Regions from separate parts of the Danio rerio genome. Here all the other regions are linked to region 1. The links are chromatin contacts, called in public HiCAR-type and Micro-C maps. All regions are on one chromosome and are shown on one strand. The core of a region is the stretch at or near the end of the contact, and the rest is flanking DNA. Distances in the headings are between cores, read along the strand shown. Region 1 overlaps LOC141375393 (a long non-coding RNA gene). Region 2 has its middle 17 kb from the start of tle3b. Region 3 overlaps tle3b (TLE family member 3, transcriptional corepressor b).

Region 1 (3,995 bases), core at 592-3,091:
CGAGAGGGAGCCCCAGGCTCGAGAATATTTTGAGCTTAGGGCGCTCCCGGGACAAATACAATATATTATCAATCATCAGCTAAGTGTGAACTCTTGAATGTTGTGTTCTGATGTTTTTAAAAGTGTTGTGAGAAAATGCAATTTTTCGTAATTTGTTTTCGTTGTGTGAAAATGCAGCACGTTTTTTAATGTTTTAATGTTTGCTTTGTGAGAATTTGCAGCACATGTGCTATCTAATGGATGAAGTTTTTTTAATTTGCATGGATTTTTTTGTGATTGCACATGTTTTCTTTAATTGCAGCACAGTAAGCTCTCTCGGCCACTATAGGTTTCTTAAAAAAATGACACTGAGAAGCGTTGATTGTAAATCTTTTATCAATTTATTCATCTTTCAACCAACTTGCTAATATTGAGCAATTACAATTGTAGACACAATATCGTCCATTTAATTTTACCTTCCAAAACAAGTACAAACAGCTGGAGAAAAATATCCTGTCACTTTTCTTGTTTTTTTTTTAATGGATCAGCCATGTGTGACAAATAGTTTAAATGAATGATTCAATGAATCACAGGGACTTGTCAAGTTTTAACTGGAACTTTGCTGTCAAATTTTCCTGTAAACACCTGATATTAGTTATTTAATTGTTTGTTTAGTATTTGGTGTTGGATGTTATTGTGTCATTGGCTTAAGATTGTTGAAGTCCTTTCAGGGTCAACTAAATGCTAAACACAATTTGTCTGTTTTGGTGTGTTTATTTATGTGTTGTCAGTTCAAAGCAAGGTAAAAACTCTCCGCCATTACTCTTTGCTTGCTAAGCACAAACATCCTTCACATTATTATTGAAATCTCTGGCTTTGGTTGTTTTTTTCTAAAAGGCTGAGCAAATTCACAACAGCTGTGGCTGTGGCTTATAAACATTGTCATTGAAGGGTCCGTTAACCAAAGGGTTAAACACACTGTCTGTCGTCACTCTTGTTGTTTACAGCAAAAAGAGGATTTCTTACCTAGATTTGTAGGTTAATATAAAGACAAACAATGACATGCCCTTAGATGTGCACTGACTTTCCCTAATGTTTTTGTGTGCATATGAAACATTCACAGCACCACGCCAAAGATTTTTAAAAAAGTCTGAAATCTCTATTGAAGTTTGCCTGAACATGAGTCGCGACGTGTTGACACAACAAAGATAATGGCAGGAATGTAAAGCTAACAACATTCTATGCACACAAATGGTGTTGTAGAGAAAATGGAATGTCTTTCTTTGTTCTTTGTCAAATAAGACGAAGCGAGCAGAATATTTGAGCTCCTTCCATTTTTTTTAACCCATCTTTGTTGTTGCCAGGTTTGCAAGGAGCGTATACTTAACACACAGTAACACACATAGCAACTCCCCTCTGTCTGTGTGCTCAGCTAATATTTACTCTGCTTCCAAACACTGCCACTATTGAGTTTGGCTATTTAAAACACTATTTGATGAGCATTAGCGCTACAGTGGAATAACAGCCCTGTCTGGGGGCTGAACGGAGCAGGAAGTGATGTCACAGTGGGCAGGTGGTGCTTTTACGTCTCTGAAGTAACCCATTTTGGTGAAATCTTGCGTTTTCTGTTATCAGACATCTGTTATCAGGGCACAGATATCATAGTGGAAATGACCTAGAAAGTCTCAGGTTATCACTGTACTTTGCAAATGCCTCAAAGAGGGATGGGGAATAACCTTGCGAGTGTTTGCATATGATTTTCCACAGACTTGATAACAGTTTATGGCTTTTAATGCTTAACAAGAGGAACTGTACAGCTCTGTATCGTTCTTTATTGAAACTGCCATAAATTTACGCAAACACTATAATCAGTCTCTTATCGGCTACTGCGGAGCAATGGCAAGGATACCGTAGATGTTTCTTAGTGTTAACAAAGCTATAACCGCTTTATCTGGTCAGGATAAACACTATGATTGAGACCAGTTGATGTGTGTGTGTATGTGTGTGTGAGTGAGACTCATCTCTGACAGCCAGTACTGCCATCTCCTGGAGGCACTGAATTCAGTGGCCTTTATCTTAGCTGATTGTAAAACCAATCTGTTTATCATTTCCCTTCATATCAGCGTATTATTTTAAATGTTGTTTGCTGATGCTTCATGCTTTTCTTATCTGAATAAACCAATTGGGAGATGCAAGCAGCCAGTCATCCAGTTCAAAGTCTTCTCACTGGCATCTTTACAAGTTCATTGTTAAGACAAAACAACATGTTGACGCTACCCTAGACTTTCTGTGGACTTAAACTTGGACTTAAACTTGATTCTGCAGCTACGTGTCAGCTACTTGATATTAGTAGGCTGTCTGCTTAATATATGCCATCAATTTGTTTTGAATAATAAGCTGGTCCCCAATTTACATTCTACTTGGTAACTTTACAAGTACACATTACTTATTCTTACCAAAGGTACTAATACTCTGATGAGAGTTATTTGACATGTAGATTTAAAGTTTCTTACATACTCAAAAGATGTCAAGTGTGAAACACAACACACATACACAGCAAGGTTATTTTAGTAAATGAAGACTGAGGGCCCTATCATACACTCGGGGCAATAAGGTGCTAGATGTGTATGGTGCGATTTGTTGCTACTTTCAGACCAGCGCAACCCCAATTTTCACGTTTTGCATCACGTTGTTTAAATAGCAAATCCATTTGTGCCACTTTGTGGACTTATGGGTGTGCGAGTCTAAAAAGGAGGTGTGTTAAGACACATTGCTGGCGCTTTGCTATTTTGAAGAACTGAAATAGACTGTGCTGTAACTAAAGTCCAACACAAAGCATGTTATGCAGGTTCAAATACTTAACATACACAATATGTACAGCAATACACAAATATATTTACATATATATATATAAAAAAAAGGAATAAAATGTTACAAAAATAATTATTTGCTACATCGATATAAAAACAACTACCTCCATGCCTTTATGTCATGGGGCTGTTTTCAGTTTATTCATGACAATTTGTATTTTTATTGTAATTTTGTTGTTGTTGTTGTTGTTGTTGTTGTTGTTGTTATTAGCAGTATTATTTATTCTATGCATATTAATATTTGTTTAGATTTGTCCACCTGTCGGGTTTTGGATATGTATATGCATTACCATATGGTGTATAAAAACAGGACGTGTGTTTGGATATAACTCGATGTTTTGACCACACGTCGTTATTATTGTTCATTTATTCGTTTGCTGGAAATTAGAACTGAATTTAGACAGTTTTGAAACTGTAATTTCAAAATTGTAAAAATTGCGCTTAACAAACCCAATTAATCATGTACATCATTGTTTCCTTATAGATGAAAGTAAAGAAGTAAAGATAAGGTAAGGTAAAAGTAAAAGTAAGGTAAAGAGAAAGTAAAGACGCCGAATGAAAAAGGCTCATTTTTTATCTTCGTGCGGATGGCCTGTTTTTCTCGCTAGTGAAGCGTTTAGTTTTTCCACTTACAAAGTCCGCCATGTAAATAGCAAATGTGCCATGGTGCGATGCAACTGACTCTTAAAGGGAATGGGAGATGAGACACTGATTGGTTTAATGCATGTTATGCTCATTAAGAGAATAAGCTGCTAGACCATATTTTTCGGCCCTTAAAATAGCAAAAGGGGATTCGGACACGCTCTTAATGCTTTTGCACCATGTGCTTTAGACTTTGCACCTAGATCATTAAAGTAGAGCCCTATGACTAAAATGACTAAGATTGAAAAACATACTGAAATAAAAGGATAAGCAGCAAAAAAATAATAAAATAAATAAGCTCTCAATCTGTGGCAGAAAATCTGATCCGAGGAGGTTTAGAGAGGTACCTGTTTTGCTTCTAGAGTCTGATATTTTCTTCATTTGCCAAAAAAAAAGTTAAATAGGGATGTTTAACTACATAAATGATATTTAATATGAAGAAGTTTGAATAATTTCATGTTCAATGTTTTTTTTTTTATTATTTTATTTATTTATTTATTTCTA
Region 2 (3,995 bases), core at 644-3,143, 190 kb before region 1:
AACCTTTGGATTGGCTCACCATTCCATCTGAGAAGAGAATGAGAATTATGGGGAGGGCTGAGGCAAATGCCTTAAGATCGACATTTCTAATTTAATGTGTTTGTTTGACTGTTGAGCTAACTAAAATTAAATATTTCGTAACACTTTATTTTGATGGTCCATTTGAATATTAGTAGACTGTCTACTTAATATCTTGATACAGCTCCTTCAACAGACATTTAACTGACTATAAAAAACTTTGCAAGTACATGTCAAGTTACCCTAACCCTAACCCTACTTATAATCTAATGAGAATTACTTTTTTTTTAAAAAAGTAAATACTGTCACTTGACGATGCAGAAGACATCTGCGAGCAAATCAGATTCAGCTTGACTGTAGTCAAAAGAACTACTTTAATAAGTTCATTATAAATTTTTTTAAATTATACTGCATTCGATAATTTAAAGAAATGTTCTCTACTCATTTTTTCATTTCCCAAATAAATTAGGAAACTATTCATTGCGACTTTATTTGATAAAGATTGGTGTATTTACCTTTGGCCCACCACCCTCAAATTAAGTTCTATTTTTTGGCCCTAAACAAGAAAAAGATTGGGCACCCCTGGAGTAAAATAAAGGTAAATAAATGAATGAATGATGATGACAATGATGATAATAGAAAAATAATATACTTATAATAATGTTATAATACATTAATTAATATAAAATTAATATCAACAATTCTAATATTAATCAAATATTTAAAGTATTAAAAATGTACAAAAAAGGATGAATTCTTTATTCAGATCCAAACAATGCATTTTTGACTATTGCAAATATATACTCATAACATAAGACGCAGATTTTGTGGTCAAGGGTCACAAATAAAAGCTTAAACTTTAAAGTAAAAAAAATCTAAAGCATTTCATTTAAATGAGATCAGGAAATGTAGATCATATATTAATTAATGTAAAATTAATATTAATAATTCTAATATTAATAAAAAATGGCTTATTCCTAATATTAATACTAAAATTTGCAATAGTAAACATATAATTTTAAGGCCCTACAGCACTATCAAAGAATGGTTATTTGTGGAACATAATAAAAAAGGTACTGTTTAGCACCAAAAAGGGTAAGGATATTGTTAGAAGCTGTGGACCCCTACTTTGTTGTTTAGAGCCATTTTTCCTAAGAGTGAGTGTATCATTCGGTTTATCATTCTGTGTGTCTTTCATCCTATTCTTGCTACAGATATTTCATTGTTTTTATCTTTTTCATATTTCAGTTTTCAGTACCTCATCTGCATCATTTTTGCCACCTCAATTAAATTCTGATTAAAAAAGTATTCTCAATTCAATTCTGAATGACGCAGAAACTGAATAAATTGTGAAGTCCTTTCAGATAGATTACGTCTATATTGACAAACGTGTTGAAAACCTTTCCTCACACGTCAGTCTATGTTGAAACTTACATCAGCAGTGATGTGTGGATGTGAATAATCTCATTTAATACCTCTGATCTTGTTCTTTGTTCATGTGTCATCTCATATTTGTGGCTGAATTTACCAAATAACCGTTGAGCGATGACACCAGCTACGCCCTAATGTGACATTCATCGGTCTTCTTCATAATGAAAGCAAGCGTGCAATGCCAATCCATCAACTGTGGTTTACACACAATGTCTACAATGTTTACCTTTTCTTGTTTTGACTGTTTGCAGGATCTGCTTGCCTTAATTCACCTTTGAAACCGTTTCCTTTTCTCTCTGTTTGTGATGGCAACCAGTCATTTCACCTCATGCTGTTGAGTTATTTGTGTTTGTGTGTGTGTGCGTGTGTTTGCGAGAGAGCAAGAGAGATTTCACACCCCGTAGGTTGTAGGCTGTCAGTGACGCACATTCCAGACTGTCCGCCCAGGCCTCTGTCACAGCGCCATTAACACCAGTGCATGCTGGGAGTGCCACTCTTCTCTGTGAGTGCATTAATGGAGCCTTTAAAAAGGAAGGTTAAAAGCAGTCCATCCTGCTCAGATCAATTCTTTATTGTGGTAGCGAACCGTGGCTACTGTGACTCTTTCTTCTTGTTAACATAATGCTTTAAAAAGCAACCGAAAGGATTTTACTGTATAAATAATGCAAATGGAAGGTAATCACTAAAAGCAACAGGTTATGGCACGCTCATCACTTTTCAGGGCCGGCGGCGAACTGTACACAGACTTAAAAGCTTTTCTGCTGTGAAGGAAGAAGGAAAATGCAGAGCTTTACGTGAGCTGAATAAAGCAGTAGCATTGATAGAGAAGTACAGAGACAGCGTTTTGTATTCCCGGATACACCATCACCTCACAGAAGGGGACAAACCTCTTAAGACCTGAGCATTAGATACAGCACGGCTGCTTTATTCCGGCGGTGTTCATTAGGTCAAGACGGCGGCTAGGGCTTTCTTAAAGCACTCAAGCAGAGATCACGGTCATTCATGTATAGGTTAGATAAAAGAAATGCTGCAGCCATGATTTAAGTATTGCCAGAGTACTGGAAGAAAGGAAGGGACGTTGAGTTTTAGTTGCTTTTCAATAATCAAGAACCTTGCTTTAAACTTTATATAAATGTTGCTATCCGTGACGAGGTCATGTTAATTCTCTGTAGTACAATTAGGATACGTCAGAACTTCATTGATCCCTGTGGAGAATGTTTGGTTGTAATAACAGATCCCAGAGGACATGATGAAACAATAGATATTTCAAAGAAAACCTGTTGTGAGTTTCTACTTTCAGTTTAGTTCACATCAAACGCATTAATGCACTTTACAGTGTACACATTGATTTATAGCTACAAATGTATAGGTCACACTTTACAATAAGGTTAATTAGTTAATGTTACTTAATGCATTTACTAACATGAACAAGTGATGAACAATACATTTACCACAGTATTTTTTCATGTTAGTTAACATTAGTTAATGAAAATACAGTTGTTCATTGGGAGTTCATGTTAGCTCACGGTGCATTAACTAATGTTAACAAGCATGAGTTTGGATGTTAATAATGCATTAGTAAATGTTCAATTATGATAATAAATGATGTACAAGTGTTGTTCATGATTAGTTCATGTTAGTAAATGCATTAAGTAATGAACCTTACTGTAAAGTGTTACCAATGTATGCAGTTAAAGTCAGAATTATTAGCCCCCTTGTTTATTTTTCCCCCAATTTCTGTTTAAAAGAGATTTTTTTCAACACATTTCTAAACAATAGTTTGTTCATTTTTAACAACTCATTTATTTTATCTTTGCATACATATGGGTGTTTTCCAGTACTGGGTTGTCACTGGAAGGGCATCCGTTGTGTAAACAATATGCTGGATAATAAATGATAAAACAATAGATACTTCAAAGAAACCCTGTTGTGTGTATTATTACTTTGTTTAGTTCACATCAAACGCATTAATGCACCTTACAGTGTAAACACTGATTAATAACTATAAATGTACATATGATGTTTTCATCTTTTTGTATCTAGTTTTATTTGGTTACCCAGCAGGTACACAATGTTATAAGATGTTTATAATAGGTTAGATTTAGGTTGTTATGTCAGGTCACCAAAATTTAATGTCTATAGCCAGAGTTTAAGGGCAACGTTAATTTGACGTTCAATAACATTTTCAAATGACGTTGATATTTGATTTTAGGTTGTGTTGGAAAGTGACCAAAATAGAATGTCGAGCCAACATCTTAAACCAACGTCATATGGATGTCAAATACTGACATGTATTTGTCAAATATGGCGACCAAAGTCCAACGTATTATAGACGTCATAGTGTTAACATCCACAAAACTTCAAGCTGTAACATCATTAGACGTTGGTATTTGGTTGATTTTAGGTGGGACGATGGTCATTGATGTCAGCCTGACGTTGAATTTTGACATCGACACAATTTTTATTTCAAGAAAAATGCAACATCCCACGACGTTGAGGTACAACGTCAATCTGACGTCATGTTGATGTCCTGTGCCTGCCTGGAT
Region 3 (3,995 bases), core at 655-3,154, 130 kb before region 1:
GGTGTATGAAGTCATCTACTAAACTCGCTGCTTCACCAGAACTAAAGACCTATGGATGGGCCTGATTTGTTTTGATGGATTTAAGGGATCACTCATCCACCTGTACAGTAGGAACCCAGGTTAGGAATCGGTTGGTTCACTGGGATTGCTGCCCAGATGCTTTTTTATTTTGATCGCACCTGGATTCTTACAGCAGTGAAATGATCCTGGAAACATGGAAACGTGTTAAACTGTCCCAAGGACTCCCTGACGGCACTAATGTAGTAAATATTGTCTTGCCTTTGCTTTCGGTCTGCTCATGGGATTGTGTGTGCCTATTCCTTCCATAGTATTCCCCCCCCAACCGCCTTCCTTTTAACCAACAGTGAATGATCTGTGATGTAATATGAAGCAGTGCTTCAGTTTTAGCCTCCTGCTCCCTGGACAATTTGTTAAAAAGTGTATATATGGAGTAATAAAGACATTTTATAAATATATATAATTATATATATTTCCATGTCCTGATATACTTGTGATGGGTTTCTTTGTCCTCATGTCCTTAATGCTTGATGAATGTAGAGTAGGACACATTTTCTTTTGAATTTGTTAGCACACTCTCTGGGCTGGCCATTTCCTAAAAGGCTCAAGTGGAGGGGGGAAAAACCTTCCTGTTTCTTCCTGAATTATTTTTTTGTAATTCTTATTTTGTTTTTGGAGCCCATGTGCTGTTCATGAAAAACCGGATCAAACTGGAATCCTGCGGAAGTCTAAATACGAAGCAGCCCATGAATGAAGGGTCGTATGTAAATCGAAAGCGGTATTAAACTGGGAGAGTGACTAACTGTACTACTTGTCTGTGCCCTTTGCTTTGTGTGGCATCTCGTCGGAAAGAGGAATTCAGATAATGAAGTGTGATTGTAACATGCTGACTCGGCGTGGATCACACACTGCGATGAGTATCTTGCCAACCGATCCCATAAGCGGCTCCACTATAGTTGGCTGCTGTTGAAATGGGAGATGACTCACCCCAGTGATTGACAGCTTACTTCTGCTGTAGAGATCGCCACCCCTAAAGAGCCTGTTTTTGGCCTCAGATTGAGGTGAACCAGCTTCTCTGAGTGATCCGAGTCATCGGGATTCGCTTCTGTACAAGTTGAGCAAGTTTTCTAATGAATCTATTCATTGCCTGCACTTGACTTTGGTGGAAGCTCTGTGTGAAAGTGTGGGCACACGAGAGAGGGAGGAGATCGTCACTTTTAAACCTAAACCTGGCCTACCCCTTTTTGTGTAACTGTTGGAACTGGTGTCTGCAGAACCGGTCATGGTGAACTCGGTCTTTAATATGACACACACAAGGAAAACAAAACATGACCCGCCTGCCTTTCACAACCTCTCAACTTCACACCAAAGTATGTAGCAAAACTGTGTCAGCACTGATCATGTACAGTTGTTAATAATTCAATAAACTTTTTTTGTAAAATGTGTCACGAATACTGGTTTAATAGGAATCATGTTGTTTTGAGTGTGTGATACTGGTTTTGAATACATTGTGGGGACCAAGAGTCCATTTTTGACTTGATAGGGAATTTGCTTTTTACACCCAACCCCTAAAACCACTCATAAATCCTACCCATTGAATCATAAATCCTTTAAATTGGAGAATGTTGTGGATTAGAGGACAGAATATGCAGTTTATACAGTACAAAAATCATTACATTTATAAGAAGCTCCCCTAAACATGGAAACCCAACGTGTGTGTGCGCATGTGTCACAAGTCTTAAGTATGGAGATGAATTACTGAGGCCAGGAGCGCTGGATATGTCATCTCGATGTTCCCACATGGTGTCAAGCTGCTGAAAGGCTGATGGAAGAGTTGAGACATGTAGTAGTGTGTATAAAAGAGACATAGTTTGTGCTGCCTCAGCTATCTGTTGTAACCGCAGACCCAGTTGACTCAAATATGCCCTGCGGTCCCCCAACCACAGCTGGTGACACACAACACACACCCTTTTTGATTTCCTCACCTCAAGTGGATTATCGTCCAGGAAGTGTTTGTCAGTTGATTTATTCTGGTGGTTTAAACTGGTTTCATTAAGCATGTGATTTCGGCATCTGTCTGTCTCTCACCTGTTACTGCGCTCTCTAGAAATAGTCAAACTTCTCCGGCCTGGGCAGTTGAACTTTCTCGTGCTCTCTCTGCCCATTAAAGGGATAGTGTGCCCAAAACCTTCCAGTTAGTTTGCTTTTCCTTAGGCAATCAAAGACCTTTTTTTCTTCAGCGTAACAGTAAAAAAGTAAACAATGTTCAGTTTGAGTGATCACTTTGCTTCATAAGACCTTAGTACATCATCAGGAGCCGCTGGTAGAAATATGATTGTGTTTTTATCTCTAGCTGATGGCAGGCATCCTCTGACTATCATTATAGGGATACCAGAGGACAACAGTTTCGGCTATAAATCTTTTTTTAAGGGTCACGAAACATCAAAACACATTTTTTGAGATGTTAACTGTCATGTTGAGTGCATGCGGAAAGTATTCATAGCGCTTCACTTTTTCCACTTTTTTTCATTACAGCCTTATTCCAAAATGGATTAAATTAATTTATTTTCTCAATTCTATACACAATATTCCATAATGACAATGTAAAGAGTTTTTGAAAGTGTGGCAAATTTATAAAATATAAAAAACCTGAAAAGTCAAATGCACTTACGTATTTTACAGCCTTTGCTTAATACTTTGTTGATGCACCTTTGGCATCAATTACAGTCTTTTTGAATATGATGCCGCAAGCTTGGCACACCTGTCTTTGGGATTTTTTGCCTATTTCTATCAGGTTATATGGAAAGCAACTTTGTACAGCCATTTTCAGATCTCTCCAGAGATATTCAATAGAATTTAGGTCTGGGCTTTGGCTGGGCCATTCTAGGACATTCACAGAGTTGTTGTGAAGCCACTTCATTGATATTTTGGCGTTGTGCTTTGGGTTATTGTCCTGCTGAAAGATGAACCTTTGCCTCAGTCTGAGGTCAAATGCACTCAAAAGCAGGATCATTCAGGATGTCTCTGTACATTGCTGCATTCATCTTTTCCTCTATCCTGACTAGTCTTTCAGTGCCTGCTGCTGAAAAACAACCCCACAGCATGATGCTGCCACTACCATGCATTACTTTAGGGATGGTATTAGCCTGGTGATGAGCGGTGCCTGGTTTTCTCCAAACGTAACGTCTGGCATTCACTCCAAAGAGTTAAATTTTAGTCTCATCATACCAGAGAATTTTGTTTTTCATGGTCAGAGTCCTTTCGATGTCTTTTGGCAAATTCCAGACAGGGAGTGGCTTCCATCTGGCCACCATACCATTCAAGGACATTCATTGGTGAGTTGCTGCACAGCTGGTTGTCCTTCTGTAAGGTTCTCCTCTCTTCACAGGAGAACGCTGGAACTTAGAGTGACCATCGTTTTGATTACCTCCCTGACTAAGGCCCTTCTCCCCCGATCACTCAGCTAAGATGGCCTGCCAGCTCTAGGAAGAGTCCTGGTGGTTCCAAACATCTACTTACGGATGATGGAGGTCACTGTGCTCATTGTACTTTCACAGCAGCAGAAATTTTTTCTGTAACCTTCCCCAGCCTTGATCCTCGAGACCATTCTGTCTCGGAGGTCCACAGACAGTTCCTTTGTCTTCATGCTTGGTTTGTGCTTTGACATGCACTGTCAACCCTGGGAACTTATATAGACAGGTGTATGCTTTTTCAAATCATGTTCAATCAGCTGAATTTACCACAGGTGAACTCCAATGAAGCTGCTGAAACATCTCAAGAATGATCAGTGGAAACAGAATGTACCTGAGCTCAATTTAGAGCTTCACGGCAAAGGCTGTGAATACATATGTACATGTGATTTTTATACGTTCGCAACAATTTAAAAAAATTGTCATTATGGGGTACTGTGTGTAGAATTTTAAGGAAATAAATGAATTTAACCAATTTTGGAATTAGGCTGTGACATAAAAAAATGT

What was found. Hi-C and Micro-C count contacts between places; a contact is called where the count stands out from the background. HiCAR-type assays count read pairs that join an accessible place to other places.
Region 2: a contact with region 1 is called in a Micro-C map of caudal fin, with 2.9 times the contacts expected there. The contact joins two enhancer-like sites. A contact is called at or near these places in 1 of 18 Hi-C or Micro-C datasets (caudal fin) and 2 of 4 datasets of contacts at active chromatin or transcription factors (caudal fin and embryo).
Region 3: a HiCAR-type map of caudal fin shows a contact between it and region 1, with 5 times the contacts expected there. The contact joins two enhancer-like sites. A contact is called at or near these places in 1 of 18 Hi-C or Micro-C datasets (caudal fin) and 1 of 4 datasets of contacts at active chromatin or transcription factors (caudal fin).

Annotation. Positions count from the first base shown.
Region 1 is chr7:33,565,282-33,569,276 of GRCz12tu, reverse strand. All of the region lies in intron 2 of LOC141375393 (a long non-coding RNA gene), which reads left to right. Among named protein-coding and RNA genes, the nearest start is that of paqr5b, 53 kb to the right of the region's middle. Within about 2 kb of position 1,841, at least 8 of the 62 cell types and tissues checked have an H3K27ac peak or open chromatin away from gene starts, as enhancers often do. A contact at or near this core is called in caudal fin, where this site is marked.
Region 2 is chr7:33,755,924-33,759,918 of GRCz12tu, reverse strand. No RefSeq gene overlaps it. Among named protein-coding and RNA genes, the nearest start is that of tle3b, 17 kb to the right of the region's middle. Within about 2 kb of position 1,893, at least 11 of the 62 cell types and tissues checked have an H3K27ac peak or open chromatin away from gene starts, as enhancers often do. A contact at or near this core is called in caudal fin, where this site is marked.
Region 3 is chr7:33,699,315-33,703,309 of GRCz12tu, reverse strand. It overlaps tle3b (TLE family member 3, transcriptional corepressor b), which reads left to right. Exons shown (of 20, transcript NM_131780.1): 20 at 1-77. The coding sequence ends at 22. Among named protein-coding and RNA genes, the nearest start is that of tle3b, 39 kb to the left of the region's middle. Within about 2 kb of position 1,904, at least 8 of the 62 cell types and tissues checked have an H3K27ac peak or open chromatin away from gene starts, as enhancers often do. A contact at or near this core is called in caudal fin, where this site is marked.